2 separate regions of the Gossypium hirsutum genome follow, and region 1 is linked to region 2. Evidence: chromatin contacts called from public Hi-C data. All regions are on one chromosome and are shown on one strand. Each heading gives the region's core, a stretch centred on a gene start, on an enhancer-like site or on the middle of the called end of the contact. The rest is flanking DNA. Distances are from core to core; before and after follow the strand shown.

Evidence for each region. Hi-C and Micro-C count contacts between places; a contact is called where the count stands out from the background.
Region 1: a Hi-C map of leaf shows a contact between it and region 2, with 3 times the contacts expected there. The contact joins the promoter of LOC107914381 here to the promoter of LOC107914373 in region 2. A contact is called at or near these places in 6 of 34 Hi-C or Micro-C datasets (hypocotyl, leaf and seedling).

What each region holds. Positions count from the first base shown.
Region 1 is chrD10:14,687,119-14,692,753 of Gossypium_hirsutum_v2.1, reverse strand. LOC107914381 (transcription factor TGA4) reads left to right here and starts at 1,393. Exons shown (of 10, transcript XR_001688804.2): 1 at 1,393-1,678; 2 at 3,574-3,780; 3 at 3,880-3,954; 4 at 4,618-4,677; 5 at 4,768-4,845; 6 at 4,933-4,996.
Region 2 is chrD10:14,479,151-14,484,971 of Gossypium_hirsutum_v2.1, reverse strand. LOC107914373 reads right to left here and starts at 3,508. Exons shown (of 2, transcript XM_016843276.2): 1 at 3,074-3,508; 2 at 1-77. The coding sequence starts at 3,310.

The sequences.
Region 1 (5,635 bases), core at 144-2,643, 210 kb before region 2:
AAGTTGCCTCTTTTTTTATTTTTTTTCTCAAGAAGAAGTTTATCCATAATTATAAAAAAAATATCATAAGTCAATTTAAAATATTGTCAAGTCTCATTTTAATTATTTTGTTATTTATATTATATTATTATTTAAGTTAGTGAAATTATGGAAAATGGATAAAAATATGTATGCTGTTGGTTTTTGTGTTTTGTGAAGCTGTTAATTTAGTTCTAGCATTTTAATTGGTTCATTTTTAGTTTATGTATTTTTTAAATTCTAAAATTTTAGTCTCATCAAACAATAATTGTTAAATTCATTAAGATAAGTTCTGTTATTTCCAAAAGTCAATACGTTAAACATGCTATCATATGTGTAATGTCATATTAACTTGTTATTTTTACATGTTACTCACTAATGAATTAATTAATGAATCAACAACTATTATTTGCGTCAATATTAAAATTTTATAATTTAAAAATATAATAGAGACTTAAAATGATCCAATCAGAGAAAATAGATTAATTTTACAACTGTATAGATGAGGACTAAAATTTCAATATATAAAAAGTACAAAAATTAAAATTCAACATATTAAAAAGTAAGAATTGACTTTCATAAAACAGGAGTTCTAAAAAAGTTTATATGAAATAAGGATGTAGAGGTATAGGTTTAGGTTTTGGTTAGAGGAATAGCATACGCAGAGAGAGAGAGAGAGTGAGACAGGTTTGAAGTGTTGAGATCAGCATTGTCTCTAAGAAGACGTGAAGGGGTGGGGCAATTAGAGCAAGAATGTAAGGAAGGGTCACCATTTAATGATTAATTAGGTTCACCAAACCTCTAATTATACTAAATAATATTTTTTGAAAAAGAGAGTGAGATTCAAGCGCTGGTTAAGAGCGTGAAGTGGAAGGGAAGAAACAGGAGAAGGGACAAAATTTTACGCCGGAAACTGACGTGAGGAACACGCAAGAAAGGAATGCGCGTGGATTAAAGGAAGAAAGTTGAGTCGGGTATATAATAAACAGAGCTAGTGGAAAGATGACCATTTTTTAAATAAAAATAAAAAAAACATTTTGTATTTTTCTGAAAACCTCTAAAATAATGGCTAATGGGTAATGTGCTGTTCAACTCACTGTGGATTACGATATTACGAAGACAAATCTAACAAGTAATCATTTAAAAAATACTAATAGTAACCACAGAATATAAAAAAGTTAAATGTTGTAGTGCAAAAACGTGGAATTGTTCCATTTTTTTATTTTTTTATTTAAGGACTTTAAATTATTAAGTTAAATTCAATAAATAATTTTTAATTTTTGAATACGAATAATCAGTGTAAAAAGATGAAGATTGTGTGAAAGATCAAATCCAATTTTAAAAAATATATTTTTTGAATATTAAAATTTTAAGTGAAGGTCGAGTTTCTTCAGCTCGCATTACGTTATTATCCTGATTGTAGTAATAAAATAAAATAAAATAAAATAAAGGGGAAAAGATGCGATCAGTGTGAAGGGCGATTGGGGTTCCCAGAAGGATTGGTGTTGGGGCATTATACGACAGAAGCTTAGGGGTTTCGCAGAGAAGAAGAAGAAGCTATTTGCTTATTGGTTTTTGAAAGGAATTTGTTTTCTTTTTTGCTGTTTTTGGACCTCAAGTTTTAGCGGGAAACTTGTTCTAACGACTCTTTTAACAAAAGGTTGGTTTGTTTTTTGTCTTTTTAATTGTTTGGTTTCCGGGAAAGCTGGGAAAAATGCAAAGCATACCAACTTATTTGAATTAAAACAAAGCTTCTTCCTTTCTATACCTATATCTCTATATTTTTTTTGTAGTTTTTGTAATTTGAGTTATCTTCTGTTGTTTTTCTCGCAAGATGGATTAATAAAGTACTGGAAAATTTTTCTGTTTTGGAGCTCAGAAAATGGATTTTCAGTTGAACCATGTTATTGGGTAGCCCTCTTTTTTCCTTTTATTAATTTTGAATTGGTTTGAATTTCATTCAGAGGGGAAAACAGATTGAATAAGTATTGATTGTGATTATTATCATAGTTATTTGAGACTTTGATCTTCTTTTATTTGTTGTTATTGAATGTCTCAATTAGATTTTTCAAATCATTTTCATCCAGATTCATATGCATAGCTTTATCCTTTTGGTTTATCTTAACTTCATCTATAGCAGAAGAAGCTCTTTGTTCCTATTAGGAAAGATCATATGGAGGAATATCTTGCTACTGTAGTAGGAATAGCCTATGTTGATCGTGTTCTTTTTTTTTTTTTTAAGTATTTGTGTCCAATACCCTTATTTGACTAATGTTTGATTAAGGATTGATCTTTAAAGAATCCTCTAAATATATGAAAATTTTGAAGAAAAAAATTATTGAAACGCATACTCGTATCAAATACTCATATCCAGGTCCGAGCAACAATAGGTCCACCACGAAAATAAGAGTTAAGTTCAACAGTGACCTCCAACAATGGCAAGAGTTGACAGCATACGACTGAGTTGGATGGAGGATAATGATATGAAAATAAGGATGTCATGATTGGGTTTTCAATCTTTTTCATACACTTGGATACAAATAAACCATATTTTCTTTGAAACCACTAAATTGAAGTTGATTGTGATTCATTGGTTTCCCTTCTATGGAACTATAAACTCTATGAGCTTGGAAAGTTAAAGAGGGAATATCATTGTTCATTGTTTTTTCACTATTCATTCCTTGTCGACGCCGATGTCACCATAGATTTATCATCCTTAATAGCTAAGCTTCTATAGTGTTCATATGGAAGGGGCTAACTGCAGTTTCACAGTGTCAAGTAACTTGAATGGTTATTATCAAGTTACTTTTTCAGCAGCTACTAGCGAATGGGAACTTTACTTCTGAATTGTGTTTCTCAGGCTCATACTCCTCATTTTCTCCAAACTACTCATATCCGGCACTTATTTAGACATTACCTATACTCATATTGTATGCTTACCCGTATTCAACATTTATCTCTAAAGCTGGGTACCATAGCTTTTGAATAGCAATAGTTAAGTCAAAGGGAGAAAAGAGAAAGAAGAACAAAAATAACCTATATATGTGGATGCACTATTGCAGACAGGAAATAGTTACAAGGTAATAAGATTAGTTGCTTCAAGAGTTGCAAGGTTGATGATTGTTGAAGCGTTATAGGAGCTTTTAAATGATTCTTCTGACGTTGAAACTGTAAGATCAATTTTTTAGATTTAAACAGTTCTTTCTTCTTTTTGGTAGTTAGCAGATCAAAATTCTTTAATTCCATGTTTGTTCGAGTTCCATGGTAGAACAAGTTCACTGTTATTGGTTTCTTTAGTTCTTTTTCTAAACTTTCATGGTGGATTTGAGAGGTCACTGAGGCTGATTTGATTGCCTAACAAATCAATATATAAAAGTTTTCCACTGATTCCTTTCATTTGTGTTGCATCTTTGACAATTTTAGTATTGTGAAAGGCTTATTGATTAAATTTTATGATCATGTTCTCTGTTGCTTCCCAAATGTTTGCTATTATACCTGTTCTTCATACTCATGGAGTAATAAAGCTCATACATATCCATGTGTTGTTCCTTTCAGACTCCTTTTTCCAGTTCAACTTATGCAAAAGCTGCCTCCATTTTCGATTCAAGAAGCATGGAATCTCAGTTTGTTCCTTCAAGACGGATGGATATCTATGACCCTATCCAACAGATTGGCATGTGGGGAGAAAGTTTTAATGCTAATAGCAATCTGCATGCATCTGTATCAGTGATTGCTGAAATGGATAACAAAATATCAAACGAGGTGTGAATTTCAGATTTATTATTTCTTCGCTTAGTTGTTAAAAAAAATGTTTATCTGATTTTGGTGCTATTTAACCTTTATTATTTGAATTTTTTCCAGTCTGAAACTGCTTCCCATGAAATGCTTGCACCTTCTAACAAGTATGAGCAAGAGGCAACTAAACGCATTGATAAGGTAAGTTTGAATTGTACATAGTGCTGATTTTATATTTCTTTTCTTGGTTTAATGGATGCAAATATTGTCCTGGATCTGCTGTATGATGTTGAAACTATGTTGCTTTACTTTTATTTTCCTTGAAGTATTCATGTTTGATGCATTATCTGGACATAGCTATGGGATAGATTGAACATATTCGTCTTGGACATAAACCCTTTTCTGACACTCTCACCCAAGTCTAACTAACATCGTTGGATTAAGCCCAGATTAGTGATCGTCATTTAGTGACTAAAATCCTTCAATATAGTAGCACTAGAGATTCTAATTTCACTTGAGCAGACTGCAGAAGGATCAACATCTTTTGGAGCAATTAATCTCATCTTTCCTGCTAAAATCATGAAAATTAATGAGATAAATTGATTTAGGAACAGTGAAAATAATTGGTTTAACGTAAGGAAGGAAAAGCATGCGTGCACACCATTATTTTTGTCCATAATTACAGAAATCATATAATCTTATTCTGATATAGTTCTGTTCGAAACAATTTTCATATTTTCTTTCCAAATCAGTTTATTTAGCTGCTATGAGCCTATGTGTCTAATTTCTTTTTTTGGTTGATCATTTGTTTACCTTAAATTAAGGGTCTAATATGTTTGTGGATTTTACTGTTAATATCTATAGATACAGAGACGGCTTGCGCAAAACCGTGAGGCTGCTCGTAAAAGCCGATTACGGAAAAAGGTAAGATAAAATATGGTCATGAATTGCAACAGATAACCCAGAAGACAGCATGTGCATTGTTTTAATTAATTTCATAGCATTGCATTTCAGGCTTATGTTCAACAGTTAGAAAATAGTCGTCTAAAGTTGATTCAATTGGAGCAGGAGCTTGTACAAATGAAGCAACAGGTTTTGAATGATTCTAATATAAATTCTTTTCTTTTTCATTTTAAAAATGTTTAATGCCATTTTAAGCAGTAAAATCTTTTATTGCAGGGTGTTTATATGGGTGGTGGGTTAGTAGGTGGTAATCTTGGATTCTCTGCACCAGTAAAATCAGGTTTGTTTGTCAAAACACTGGCAGTTATTGTTACTTTTGAGCTATAACATCTTTTAGTTGTTTCATATGTTATAGTTGGAGTTGGGTGTGATTGTTGGATATGGATATGTTTTCGATATGGTGTGTTCAGTTATTTCTTAAATTTCTCCATGTACTTGGAGGGTCCTTTGAGGGGAATATCTCCATATCTATGTTTGAATATACGTTGGTCATGGATATTGAACATGAATACTTTCAAGAAAAATAAAAAGTTGTTCCAACATAAGTTGTTTCTGTATCTAACATTTCAAACTATATAAATGCTTGTACTTTTAGACTAGCCATTGATGTTTTGCCTTTATATTGTGTAGTTATATTTATGTTTCACCTTCAGATTAGTGTGCTAAAGAAAATAAAGTATGAATTTGGTATTTGAAAATTATTAACTACCAATTACTTGGAAAGGAACTCTCTCATCCTGCCCCTTCAAAACTTTTTTAAACAAAATTTATTGGAGCATTTTCTCAATTAGGGGTGTAAGCAAGCTCAGCCAAACTCAAGCTGTTAGAAGTTTGAGCTCAACTCAAAATTTGAAGTTCAAAACTCAGCTCAAGCTTGATGCAGTTCAAGCTGCTCGAGCTGACTAGCTTAAGCTCGTTT
Region 2 (5,821 bases), core at 2,259-4,758:
TCTTCTGCTCCTCCTATTATTCCTTTGCTTCTTTCTGGGCCTATTTCACCCTTTATACTCTGCTCTTCTTCTCCAACCTGCCACCACCTGATTATGTCACTCCCAAAATACTTGTTTATACTCTGAACTTAAATAAAATATTTGATTTTATTGATAAAATTTTAATTCAAGTCAAACCAAAAAGACCTGCCCTTGAAAAGTCTACTAAACACATGATTTAGCTTCCACTACTAATAGTTATGATATGGATGTAAAATGAATACAGATCAATTTTAGGATGATTTCTCTATGTTATCTGGATTGGAAATTAAATTATTTCATATATCAAGAGGATGATACCTGTACAACTCTGTATATGTGTTGGAAACAACTACTAAAAAACAAATTTCAGATGGTACGTCACGACAACTTAACTGAAAACACTAATGAGTTTAATTAAAATATATGTTTTGGTCGGCAGGCCACCAATTCTCAATTCGGTTGGTTAATTCGATTTAATTAATTAAAAAATTAAAAAATATTTAAATATTTAAAACCCGTTTCAATTGGTTTTTGACTCATTTTAATTGATTTGTATAATTTGCATATCAACCTTTCTCTAAACAAATATAACTACCAGTTTCTGATCTAGTTGATCCAACCAATCGATCCAATTTGATTCCATCATTCTTGAATATATTATTATAAATCATATATATCTAATAAAGTATAACTAAAATCAACTCAACATAATGGATTGAAAATTAAAATATATTTAGATAAACCTACACATGATGAGATTTAAGCATAGAATAATTTGTGAGAGAACCCACACTTGGCATTTACTATGGTGGAATTAAGTTATGTATTTTTGCAATAACAAAAATGCAATTTCACCATTTTAATAACTTATATCTTTATAATTTTTAAAAATTTACATCAAATTTTTCTCATTTTTAGAGGGATCAAAGTACAATTTTACTAATACTAATTTGAAATTTTATAAACTATTAAGGGGCTAAAAAATAAAATTTCCATTTTAAGGGGTCCCTCAAATCTAAGTATTCAAAATATTAAGCCTCTGCCTTTGCCAAAGTTTCATTGACTTTCTAACATATAGAGATGTTAATAAGGGTATAGAAATATTATAGTTAAAATGCATTTTGAAGTTTACAAAAAATTAGGCTCCTTTGAAACGTAAAAATTTTATGAAAATATTTTCAGCTTTTTTCTCATTTTTCAGCCTTTTCTATTTTTGTTTCATGTAAAATAAGATGGTTAACATAAAATATTTTTCATTCTACGTTAAATTATCCCTTTATTCCCGTAAAATGTCTTACCAAAATTTTTTTTTGTAAGACATTTTTCAAACTGATAAAGCTTTATTCATTGTAACACCCTCATACCCGACCCGATCAAAGCACCAAGATGTTACATTCTCTACTACATTCTTTACTTATCAAATATTTTCTTATAAGCTTTCATAACTTTTCAATTTAATCCTTTTTTGTCATAAAAGTTCAATATTCACTAATTAATCATATTAAATCAATTTTCTTTCTTGTTACACTTTAATCACATAATTTATATCAATATCTTGTTTCACATATCAAATTTCTATGCATTTTATTTCTATTATTTCATCCACATATTTTCCCAAGTTTAACAATTTAGTCCTTGTCATCATAAAAATTCCATATTTTTCAACAATTTCACTTTTATAATATTTTATGCATATTTCATTATCTCATAACACATTCATTAAACTTTTATCATAATATCCTTATTCGCATATTAAATTGTTTCACACTTAAAATTTTGTACAATTTTCAATTTAGTCCCTATTGTTTCATTGATTACATGTGAATATACGGAGCAAATCATAACAACAACGTATAATACTTAATTTCGGTTAACAAAACATAATAAAGCATTTATTACTTGAAAAAGAAAGTAAAGTAGGGTTTGGGAAAGCTTTAGTGAGTAGTTGATAGTGTAGAAGATAGACCAAAACTAATTAGGCAGTTAAGCTTAGAAAATACCAAAATAAGTAGTAAACTACGCAACTAGCCTAACAAAACAGCAGAAAATGCAATTAAGTTCATTTAATGAAGCAACTATTCTTTATAAAAAAAGGAAAAATCCAAGTGCTACTCAATTAACTTCATTAAAAACAGCAGGCACAGCAATTATGTTGTGCGGACAAGCAGGGTTGGGGAGTGAACAAAATCCTACTTCACGGATTTCACAGTCTACACTCCGCTCCATTTTTATATTTTCAATATATACCCTAACAGTGTTGATGACTAAATTATAATAATTTTAAAAATAATTAGTAAAAATATTAACAGATTATAGATTTTAAACGAAAATTAATAAGGTAATATACGTGCCCATCCATCCATCCAGATTCTATTGCCATCTCCCCATAAAATAGAAATTGTTGTTTAAAATTTTTCTTTTTCTGAAAAAAGAAAGAAAGAGAAAACTATAGTATAGTTATTAGACTTAATAAAGTCACAAAATGTTATAAACAATTAAATATGTAAAAATTTATTAAACTAAGCCTTGAAAGAAAGCATAAAGTTGGAAAAGAAATTCATTTTCCTTCCATTGGTGGATTGGATTTTTGTGGCACAACTTTGTGTTAAAAGTAACTAATGGAAACGCTTTACGGTTGCGTTTGGGATGCGATTTCATAGTTTTGCTAACAAAAAAACAGATAAAGGGGGCCCAAAGCCAATACCATTCACATAATTTCCCCAAATCCACTGTATATCCAAATTATTGAAGCACCAAGAATTTCCAGTTTGTGTACCATTTCTAGCTGTTATGTTCTAGTTTCTAACGTTTCTTTTGATTTGGACTTGTGTGTTTTGGGTTGAACTAATCAAATGAATTCCCAACTCAAAAATCCGTCAGAAATACTCGAATTTAAACTCGTCGAAATTTAATTCCACAAGAAACCTAAACTCAAAAGAATCTCAACCAAATCCAAACACGATACATAAACCAGAGATCCAAATACGAAGCAAAATAAGCCAAAGGACTCAGACCCAATTGAATAAAAGGAAAAGAAGAGTTGGGATTATACCTGGAAACGAGCGGAGACAAGCGTTGAAGTATGATGAAGAGCAGGCATTTTATCCAAGTGGGATTGGGAGGAAAGGGAAGCGGAAGCGGAGGAGGAGCCATCGGAGAGATCCAAAGCGAAGGGGCTGCTGAAGCAATAGAGAAGAAGTATTAGAAGGAAGAGTACGAGTATTTGGATCCAAATTAGCCATGGAATTCTGTAGCCTTCGATGGTTAGTTCATCCCCAAAATCAAACATATTATTTGCTGAATGGTAGGTGAAAAGCTGAAGGGAAAACAAAGAGGGGGAGATCGAAAGTAAAAAAAAAAAAGAACGAATGGAAAGGTGAGATTTAAGTAATGATGTTGAAGGAGAAGGATTTGTATGGTGGATGATGATTAATGAAAGCTGACTGATTAAGAAAGTGAAATGTTTGATAGTAGCAGAAGACCACGCGCTCACTAATAGGCGTGGTTCAGTTGCGAATCTAGTGGGATCCTTCCGTCGCTGTAAAGTTTTGTTTCACAATACGATTTTGTTCCGATATTGTGATTTCTGTTACGTGTTGATATTTATTTGTTTTATTTTTTCATCATTATTATTTAAAGAAGTAAGAAGACAGAAGGAGGGAGCTTAGGGAAAAAGTAGACATTGAATATAATCATAATCATATAAACACAAAATAAGGATATTTATTCATAAATCCACCCTTCATCATTTTTATTAAGGGTGGATTTAGATGAGTGGTGCATTTATTTGTGGTTAGTGTAAAAACAGCAGTAGCGGTGAGATTAGACACTGTAACGATACTGTAGCGTGAGATAAAAAGCAAATTAAACGCACCGCACCCCACCCAATTGCCCATCCAAACCCACCCTAGTATCTGAATCCTATTCCCAACATAGTTATATATAATTTGATAAATTTTATAATGTTTTCCTATTACAATATTACATGATTATATATAATTTGAATATCTTAAATGCTTCTCACACAAGGTTTTTCATCTTTTTTAAAATTTGTGTTGCTTTTTAAATATTATAAGACAATGGTCAAATTTCAATTTGGCCGTTAAACTATACTCAAACTTGAGATTTAATCTATACTTTTTATAATGGCATTAGTTTATTTAAATAGTTAATATTGTTAACATATCAATCAAAATGATGACATCAAATTTTCTTGAAAAGCACTATTTCAATTGAAAAAATATTTTATCAAATTGATGTTTTTAAAAAAAAATTCTTAGCAAGTATTTACAACATAACTACCAAGGATTTTTTTTTATTTCAAGTTTTTACATCACATAATTAATTTAAAAATTTTACTGATGATAACAACTGAACCTAAATTTTTATATCTAAAAGTAGGTGAATTAAATTCTTAAAGATAAAAATAGAAAAATTAAATTTCAAATATACAAAATGTATAAATGTGTTTATTCTTTTATCCTATAATTTAAACCAACAAATAATAGCGGAGGGTGAGCTAACAACTACACTAATAAATACAAATAATAATTGTTTTTAGTAACTTCATTAAAAAGTGTTTAGATAAAGATACAGTCCATTATAGAGGTGTGGGTCTAGCGTGTGGACATCACGACCATTAGAGAAGCGTGATGCTGTGTCTTCGAGGTGTCCAACGTGGACGATTAGTGGAACCACCGCAAACGATACGCTGACGTGGGTGCAGTGTAACAAATTGCCACCCCTTTAATCATCTAACAGAAAACGACATCGTTGTTTTATGATTCATTTTCTACAATAATCTAGTAAATTTTAGAGACATAAATTTACATGATGCTTTTTCGGACCGTGTACGGTTCAAAATAACCCCATCATTGGCTTGAAAGAAGTACTCTCAAGTGCAAAGGGCCGGGGCGGTTCCATCTGTTCAAAATTTCACTTAAACCTCGTGCTATTATTCTTTTATATTTATTTCACCTCAAATAAACGTTCTTTAAATTGTACTTTATATTTATTTAAATAGCTCAAATAAGACTCGGTTGTCCTTAACATTCACATTCAAAGCACTATCACCTTATGTATGTAAATAATTTTTTCAAAGGGAAATTTATTAATTTATTTAATAAATAAAATTATATAATTTAGAAAAATATTAACCATACTCATTGTAGATATTAAAGATCAAGCTCTATCAACACAACAAAGATTTTAACCTCAACATTAATAGAACATTATGGCATATTGACAATTGGCGGCTATTTTACCAAACTAACCCAAAACAATTAAATATTTACAAGAATAACTTAAGTTCAAAAACATTTATGAGAATGGCTTGAAAGGAACAGTGCAAGGGGTGCTAGCACCCCATGGTCAACACCCTGTCAGAAGTTTCCCAATAATTACTGATTGGAACAAAGATTAAAAAAATATTTTTTTGTGCAATGGCCAACACCCATTTGTATTTTTTTCACCCGTATTTTATACAATATATGTAATACCAAGTATAAAAAATATTTTAGGTGTTGTGTAGTAGATGGTCGACACCCATTTTCAATTTTTTGTTTTTTTTCTTTTTTTTTGTGTTGGCACTGTGGTGACCAACACCTTTTTTCAGTATACAGTAACCCAAATAGGTGAAAAAAATTACCATCATATAGTTCCCTGCCTATTAACGCTGCAAGTTCTTTAAGGTGGGTATCATCTTAAAATCATTTGTGCTTATTTTAAAAGTTATCACCATATATTTATTGAAATAGCTCAAATAAAGGTATATTTGTTTACCTATAAAAGTTTTTACAAA